Regions from separate parts of the Drosophila melanogaster genome. Here region 2 is linked to region 1. Evidence: chromatin contacts called from public targeted proximity ligation data. All regions are on one chromosome and are shown on one strand. The core of a region is the stretch at or near the end of the contact, and the rest is flanking DNA. Distances in the headings are between cores, read along the strand shown. Region 1 holds the start of lncRNA:CR46113 (long non-coding RNA:CR46113). Region 2 overlaps zfh1 (Zn finger homeodomain 1).

Region 1 (4,453 bases), core at 981-3,480:
AGGAGGAGTGGGGACTGTGTGCTAGAGGGAGAAAGATGATGGAGTTGGTCTGGCCATCCTTCTCGCTCGCTCCTTGGAGATATTACTGCCTTTTGTTGTTGCCCCCTTCCAGAAGAATGGGAAAGTGAGGGAGCAGGAGTGGGAGTGGGCAACTCCCTCCCTGTCCGCCAACGGAGTTTCCAGGGTTTCCAGGATTGAGGTTTATTTATGGCCCACGGCTTTTTGGCCAGCATTTTGATACCACGTGTTTTGTTGGAGTTGCCAGCCAAAAAAAAAAAACAAGGAGTTTGGGCCAACAGGAAAACATTGGCATAGATAATGGCCAAGCGAAAGAGGAAGAGCGTGAGAGGAGGAGCACCGAATAGGACGGGGAGAGTGAACAGGACAACAGTTGCTAAAAAAAGGAAAACAAATGACTCATTTGTTCCTGCCAATTCAAAAGGGAGTGCAAAACAAAATGGTCAGAAGGGAAAATCAATTGAATGGAGCATAAAGGAATAGCAGTTAAAAATATAGTGATATGGGGGGAAGTTGTATAGTCGTGTTTTATAATTCATTTGTTATCGAATTGTATAGATAGTTGGCATTTATGGCAATGCTCATGTTATAATAAAGATATAAAAGTTAGAAAACGCATCCTCACAATTTGTTTTAATTCCACTCTTCTTGTGAAATCTTATTCACTTAATTAAATATGAATACGACCTCATTAAAGGTCTTTGTACTAAAATCAAGATAGAAGTTTAAATGCATTTTTTCAAATAACGAATGCCAAATAGTGTTTTTTTTTTGGTAAACAGAGTTGTTGACAACTGGGACTTTATGTAGACAAACCAGCCCCCAAAGTTTTCGCATAAAAATATGTACAAACCTTTGCGCAATATCCCCCATTCGATATTTCTTTTCCCTGCGAAATAAGAGAAAACAAGAGAAATGTCATTCAATTTCGATACATAGAATGCTGTCACAAAAGCCCCAAGTCCCAAACACGTTTTGGGAATTACATAAGCGAATCTTCGAAGCAGAAAGGGATCCCGGGGGAGGGGGAAGAAGATGACGGTAAGAGTGAAGAGGTGGACTTTTGCGGGACAGGATTATGGGTCGAAAACAGGAAAGCAGGCAAAACAAAAACCGGAAGAACAGGAAAAAGTGGGCGAAATGTCAAAAAGTGGGCAGCACAGATGAGAATAGCGAAAATTCAAAGGGGGGAGGGGCGAATATGAGGCCTGTTCTACTCTTCTGCCCACTCAAGTCTAACTCCGCCGCTTCTTCTGTTTCAAACATCGGAATACACTAAAAATATGCCATAACAATCGTACTTTTCATCATTAAATTCAAACCATCAAAAGGGAATAGGATACAAATTAAAGAATTTTAGTGATGAGTGGAATTTAATCTTCAATAAATCGAAGTCTTCTTCTATAAATACCACCAAATCTCAATAATAATCCTGTTGCTTTCAGTGTAGGAGTTGCAGAAGAAGAAGAGCGAGGGAAGCAATTCGAGAATCTGCTTTCAAGGTCTGTTCTGCAGTGGCAGAATCGCGAGAGAGAGAGGATTGCAGAAGAGAGTGCATAGAAGTTGAATAGCTCGTGGGGAGAGGGACGTGGCGCGGGGTGGGGCACACAAGCACCTTGCACTTGAAAACCGAAGTGCGGGCAGCGCTGCTGCCGTCGACGCCGTCGATGCATTTGTTGTTGTTCTAATGCGCGCGCAACTCTCGCTTCTCTCTCTCTCTTACGCTCCTTCTCATCCACGCTCCTTCGCGGTTGCGGTTGTTGCAACTCCAACTCGAACTGCGGCAGCGACGGCGACTGCGACTACGGCAGCGACTGCGTTTCATTTTCGGCATGTTGCAAATTTCGTTTTCATGCAGCAAATTTCAATTTCATGTTATAAAATCGCTCGATTTGCACTGGTATTAGTGGATCAGCGCGTGTGTGTGTGTGTGTGTGTATTTTTAGCTCTCTGTCAATTTGCCACTTCCTTTTCTTTTTTTTCGCTGCCGGGGTCTGCTTCTTCGCCTCTTCTTCCGCTCTCTTCGCAAATTGATGTTGAAGGTCAGCGTGTTAGCGAAAATTGCATTATATTTGCATGTGTTTCTGTGTTTGGCTTATCAAACTTGGTCACATCGCAATTTCAGGGAGTTTTCGGTCAGTCTGGCAAACAAAAAGTTTGCCAAACTCAAATAAGAAAAACGAGTGGCATGAGATCATCGGTATACAAACGCTCAAACGTGCACAGACATGTGCAAGCCATACAAAATATAATTTTCTAAGGATAAAAACCAAAAGTAAAGCCAAAAAATTACTTTATTTTCAAAGAAACATTGTTAAATTTCAACTTTTTCTTTAAACCGCACTAAGAACTTTGTTTATAATGTGTTTTTAATTTAAAGAGCTGTTTTACAAATAATCGTTAATCTAGATATTTTTAAACTTATTTTTTCCTTAAATTCCTTTCATAATCATGAGAAATGGCGAATTCAAATAGTTTAGGCACTGCGGACGCCATTTGTTAAATTTTTTCATTTTCCTTTTTAGCACTTACTTTTCCGACTTCATTTTCCAGTTTACCTGTTCGTTTTTACCTGGTGAAAACATTTGTTTGGTCTAGAGTGGGCGGAGTCTCTCATTCTACTGACGAATTCAGAGCTGAAATTTATGGAATCTTCTTTGCGGAGCACCCTGTATGTTTATTACCCATACATGTCTGTAGTTGTGTGTACCAGCATAAAAAATAACCCCGAAAATGCTGAACCGAAAAGTGCGTGCGCCTCTTCATCCGCCTCTACTCCTTCCTCTTTTCTGGCTCTTCTCTTTTTACCACCCCCTACCGTTATCCTTGTGGTTGCTGCCACAAAGGACAAATGAAATTTCAGCTCGAATATGCCGTCTCGCTCACTTTCACTTGGCGTCACGGAGAAAGATTCACAAAAGGAGGATTCAGGATAAAGTACAAAGTGGGAGGGAACGTAGAAACCCCCTACTCCCCGAAAATGAACTCGAAAACAAATGGAACTGCCCTTAGGAATGGCACCAAACAAATAAAACATATTTGGTATATATCATTTGACTAAAAGCATTTTTGATATTTATTATATTTGATATGTATATGCCATATATACTCCTTGAAGTGCTTTCATACATTCATGATCATTCCTATAAAGCTAAATTTGATAGTTTAGGACTAACCTTCACTCATTATGTTAAAAATTGATTTAATGAGTATAGAAACGGAACTAATACCTTAAATTAGGCTTCTAAGTATGTATTTGTTACTTTCTTTACCCATAAACTTTATTTCATAGATATCAAGAAAACTCTTGAAATATTTTCCAACTACATACTTTGTATGTAGTTTCCTTGGTTGACATAATGGTTTCAATCCGATTGGAGTGTAGCACATCCGTTCGTTAAGTGGGAATATGTATGTCTATAGGGCGAATGCTGACTTCATTTCGCTTATGTAAGCAGAGCTGCGTGAATCAGACCCACATTGAAGCCCCCAGCCGCCCAAAAGAGGCGCAAAAAGGGACGCAGCCGGAGTTCTGGACCCTTCTGCTGCTTGCCTAACGAATCCACCATCATCTGCATCCGTCGACAAGTGGCAACAAAATGGAGTTTGGGTTATTTTTGGCAACGAAACGAAATTACGACACCCTCCGTCGAGTGAAAAACACGACTCTCTCCGCCGTTTTGTCTCTTTTTATGGCTATATATTTGGCATGTATTATGTTTACCGCTATGTACGAAGTTTGAACGGTTTGAGGTTGAGTCGGGTTGCCATGCCAGTTGAATTTCAAACCCTATTTTGGGTTTCAAAGTTGCTTCCGATTGGATAAACGCGGTAGTATGAGTAATTACAAATAATGCTGCTCTGCCAGAGGAGCGGAGTGATGAAGGAGGGTTTGGATGGATGGAGGAGTACGGGTGGGTGTCGAACACATCTGCCCAAAACACCCTCGGGACTTTTGAAGCGAAGGAACGGCGAAAAACACAAGGAAAGGCCTGCACAAATGGATGGCTATGGCTAAAACGTGGGAGGGAGGAGGTAGGGAATTCGCGTTGGGTTTGCCTATCCATCCGAACGAGTATCTTGCAGATACTCTTACGCCACCGCGAAGTTCCTCCTTCGAAGAAACCGCTTTCACACCCTGGTTAGAAGCCAAACAGGAAGCGAAGAAACACGCAGAAAGTTGCAAAGAACACACACACAGGCATCACTTTAATATTTGAAGTTATGGGACATAAATAAGCAGAAGTTTACCCATTAAAATGGCTTAGAGATCGGAACTTAGAGGCAGTAGCCTAATATAGAAATAATTATGAAATTTCATTTCATTTCATACATAGGTTCATACCTAATTCCTAATTTAAAAACATAACTTAACGACCTGGCAACTCTTTTTTCGGCCCCCAGGGTTGCAGTCCTGCATTGCCATTAATTATGC
Region 2 (4,453 bases), core at 627-3,126, 520 kb after region 1:
GGCAAGAGAGAAATATTTTTTATAGCCATATAGACAGGGGAAATGTAAGAAGCCGTAGTTGAAAACCTTTCGTTTGAGCGAATTTATTATTTTTACAATGTTGCAACCACTTTGTTCTTAGTATTTTATTAGTTTAGCTTAACTTAGCTTACCGCCTAAGTTCGAGCGCAGGGCTGAATCATTTTGTTTGGCCCCCTAAACTCGCTTAAGATATCGTTTTATCTATTTTTTTACGCATTAATGTTTTAGCTTTTAGTTTGAGGAGCTGAAGAGACCAGTACCAAGTGCTGCGGAATACTCAAAACTCGATCGTTAGTAAAAAAAAGCCCACTCCTTGATGGAATGAATGTATATTTTCAACGATTGTGTATTCTTTTAAGCTGTAACTTTTAGTTTTCGGTTAAGCCAGGCTGGGTTGACATTGCACAACCGCTCGAAAGGAATTTTCCACCCACAACCTCCGGACCAACACAGAAGAAGAAAGCAGAGAAAGTGAATGAAATGAAGAAAATATACAAGCAGACAATACAACAATACAACAATACAAGCTACAAACCCAGATGCAAAAGTATTAAGCAGCGACACTGTATTAAAGCCACCCCATTGTAAAGTCCACGCCCACGCCGCCCCATTCGCCCCCATTTCGTATATAGTTTATGTTAAATGGAAAACCCACCGCTTGCCGCGCGTTTCAAGCTCACTTACTTAAGGAAAACCCCAGTCGTTCGCGAACTACGCTTTAAATTTAAACTTCTTCCCCACTAAGTCGCGAAATGAGCACAAAACACCTACAAGATCATTCCAATTTGGCCAGAGCCGCCGCGCCCCACACAAAAGGTGCACGTCATGCATTTAGGGCCTCCGGCTGCCGCTTGCCACTCGACAACCCAATAAATCTAAATATAAATCTAAATCTAATGCTAAACTAAACTAATGCTAACTAATATTTAAAAGAAAAACTTAATTTGGCCTTATTACAGATTATTTAACGATTAAAACGTTTCACAATATTCATATAAAACTAGCAAGTAAAGCGAAAGGAAATCATTTGGAAAAGTCTCGCGAAATCTATTAGCAAAATTCCATGTGCGTACTAAATGTAAAAATCAAAAATCGAAAATCAAAAATCAAAAATCGAAAAAGAAAATGAAAACGAAACCAACCAAAGCCCCTATTAACTATCGTAATGTTTGCCATGACAATAAATTTATGACTAATAATTGATAATGCTTTCGATTGCCGTGCTAGCCGAGAGAAAGAAGATGTGAAGGTCAGGTCAAAGTTCAATTAAAATCGTTTCTTACTCAGCCGCAGACTATAATTAGTTGAAGACAAACAAGGTTTCCAGAACAACGAACATTTCTTTTTTTTTTTGATATCTAACTTGTCCAAGGAATTTTCGCCCATGATTTTCTTGCTTTTCCAGACACGCAAACAAAAAAACGAGAGGAAGAAAAACTCACAAAAAAATGCATTTAATACTTAATTAGTTTTTATATTCTTGTATTTTAACGAGGAGGAGGCCGATCGGCGGCGATATATATATATATATATGTGTACATATACATATATTTTTTGTAAATTATTTCGCAAGAACAAAAGCTAGAGAATCCAAAAGCAAAAGCAAATGCAAATGCAAACAAACGCAAACTGTTAAACTCGAGTTGGAATAATTCAGATTTCAGATACAGCCAGCACACACGTTAGCATAAATTTAACAATAATTACTATTACACGCGTAAATACTTAGCCTAGTTGAATAAAAAAAAAAAAACCCTTAACAACAACAAAATGTTAACTTAAACACTAAAAGAAGAACTTATTTTTAAGCGCAAATACTATGTGGTTTGTGATGGATATTTGCACTCTAGGGCCTTATATGAAATACACACTATACTACACAACACAACATCCACGTACATAAACAATTGTTAGTTATTTAAATACGCTACACACTTAACTGCAGGAGGATCGTTTTATGTGCTCCCAGCCCCACGTAACCAAGTCCCCAACTTTTCCAATTCCCCCGCTCTCTGTTAAAGTTGTTCGCCCACTGTATGTGTAAATATGCGGAGCAGGAAAGTCCACTACACTTGTATTATTTGTTTTACTTTATGTCCAACAATAGCGATCCCTAAGTTAAGCACCTCGTTGAAACGGCATCAAATGTTCATTTTATTGCTCGTCAGAGAACACCAAAAAACAAAAAACAAAAAAAAAAACACCGCCAAACATCCGAAAAAAAAGTAACCGAGAATATTGAGAGAAGAAGCGATTCAAGTAACTTATATTTCAAATATTACGCATAAATGTATTTTAATCAAATTAAGCCACGTGGATAAAAGCGCATTCATATAAATGAATAAAACAATTTTGTCTTGATAAATTTACAAACAATTATTATAATTATTAAATTTACAATGTGAAAATAATAAAAAAAAATTATTAAAATTTAAGCGCAGCTCTTTGTTATTTGCGGGGTTAATTCGGGAGAAGGCTAAACAAATACTAAATATTTTACAATTAAATTCTGAACAAGAAAAGAAAAGTTAAACACAACTTTAAAAAGAGCGCCCTTTAACACCAGTGTGACCATGTCTGTAAGAGATTAATCGATAGAAACATTTATATCGAATATATGCAGTGAACACACTCTCCACTAGGTGGCGCCACGTGCCTCCGTTAATGTTTCTGTAATGTTAACATAAATTGATATTTTCAATTACACTTGGAAAAATAATCACCACCAAAATAGAGATTTAGAGTTTTTACCACATTCCCAGAACACAATTCAGACGCCTGCATACGTTTTCTTTTCCATTTATTAATTTGCTTTTGTAAACTAATTGGCCAAGGCACACAGAGTTTGTTTGTATTTCCTTCAATTAGCTCGATCTCACATTTAAAATAGGCTCCATCCACGAATATTCAGATGGACTATATATAAGTCATAATAAAAACACACGCACATACAAACTGAAGCTAATTAAAGAGAAAAACAAATCGTTTCCCGTTAAGCATTTTCCAACGAACCTACGACAAACAAAAAAACCAATGTACTGTACTCTCGCTTAGTGTTAGGAATTAAACTAGATTACGGTTAGCGGTCTATAAACTAAAAAACATCTTAGGGCGCTACACAACTCTAGCATAGATTACAATTAACGTGTTCTTTACAATATTACATTAAGAAGATTACAATTTTCTCGTACTGTTTCTGTTTTTTTTTTCTTTCTTTTCCGTTTGCTATCAGAGAATAAGTGTTGAATTTCCCCCGCGTTTTCCTCGTGGGGCTAAACAATTTCATTTGGCATTCAACAAGTTGGTCTAACATTGCTAGCTTTTCACATAGGCTACGTCTAAGTTTGTTCTTTTGGATGGGATGAGGAGGGAGGGAGGGGGGGCACACTCAGTTGAAGAGCAGTGATAGACGAATTGGATAGCAGGACACTAATTACACATACATGGGTCCTGTTCTCCCAGTTTAGATTTAGATTAGGCTTATAAGACCCGCTTATATCGCTGCCGTGCGACTTTTGGTCTCCGTTCGTTCTCCATCGCACACCTCGCAATCTCAATTCTGAATGGGAAGTAAATGGGATGGCCGGATGCAACCAGCCTGCTGAGTTCGAATCCGGCCACCGATCGGAGGTGGAGAAAGGAGAGGAGTGAAGTGGTTGGGTAAATTCGCGTCTCGTTTAGTTTAAGGCGTTTTGTTTTGCTTTGCTTTGAGCACCAGAAAGGTTCGATTTCCAGTTGGTCCCTTTTGAATTCTAACAATTTAAAAATATATATTTGTTGTGGAGTAGTAGTGCACAAGGATATACTATGTTCAGTTAAAGGTCGAAGGTCCTGACTCGCTCCTCTCGTTTCATCTCTACTCGGCTCCGTTTTATATTTATTCAGTTCATGCCCTACGGCATATATATATATATATATATCAAATATATGTATATTATTTGTATGTATATACGTAGCTCCCGCCTCTACTGTCTCCTATAATTTATATAATGTATATAGATAGTTTCATTCTATAGCCACGCTTCCTTTACAATGCAAGCCCACTCAATGGTTTCTATCCCCTTTTTGTGACTATTTGACTAACAATGATTCGGGGGCGGGGTGTTGGTGTTGGGCACATGGAGAGCATCCATTTCAGACGTAAACCGGCGCCTGATCGTCCGTCATATCCGGCGGCTGCTTGTCGTCGAAGAAGCGACGGAAGGTAAATTCGAAAAAGCCGTGGAAGGTGCGGTCGTTCTGGTCGACATCATCGCCGCTGCTCATGGTGGAGTCATTCGAGCGCAGCTTCTCCGGATCCACGGGATCAAAGTTGGATGTGTCCGTCGGGTGCTTGATTTCCGGTATATAGGGCGCCTTCTGCTTCCGCATGTCCGCAAAGTCGATGCCCTTGAAGAAGTCGTGGCTCTTGACCTCGTCCACGCTCTTGCCC

The links.
Region 2: a targeted proximity ligation map of the Kc167 cell line shows a contact between it and region 1, with 2.1 times the contacts expected there. A contact is called at or near these places in 9 of 107 Hi-C or Micro-C datasets (the Kc167 cell line, the S2 cell line, embryo and 1 more) and 2 of 7 datasets of targeted methods (both in the Kc167 cell line).

Annotation. Positions count from the first base shown.
Region 1 is chr3R:30,271,325-30,275,777 of dm6, forward strand. It overlaps lncRNA:CR46113 (long non-coding RNA:CR46113), which reads right to left and starts at 2,231. Exons shown (of 1, transcript NR_133485.1): 1 at 1,438-2,231.
Region 2 is chr3R:30,786,820-30,791,272 of dm6, forward strand. It overlaps zfh1 (Zn finger homeodomain 1), which reads left to right. Exons shown (of 5, transcript NM_170522.4): 5 at 1-2,383. It overlaps wts (warts), which reads right to left. Exons shown (of 8, transcript NM_170524.2): 8 at 2,806-4,453. The coding sequence ends at 4,156. Among named protein-coding and RNA genes, the nearest start is that of mir-1013, 2.6 kb to the right of the region's middle.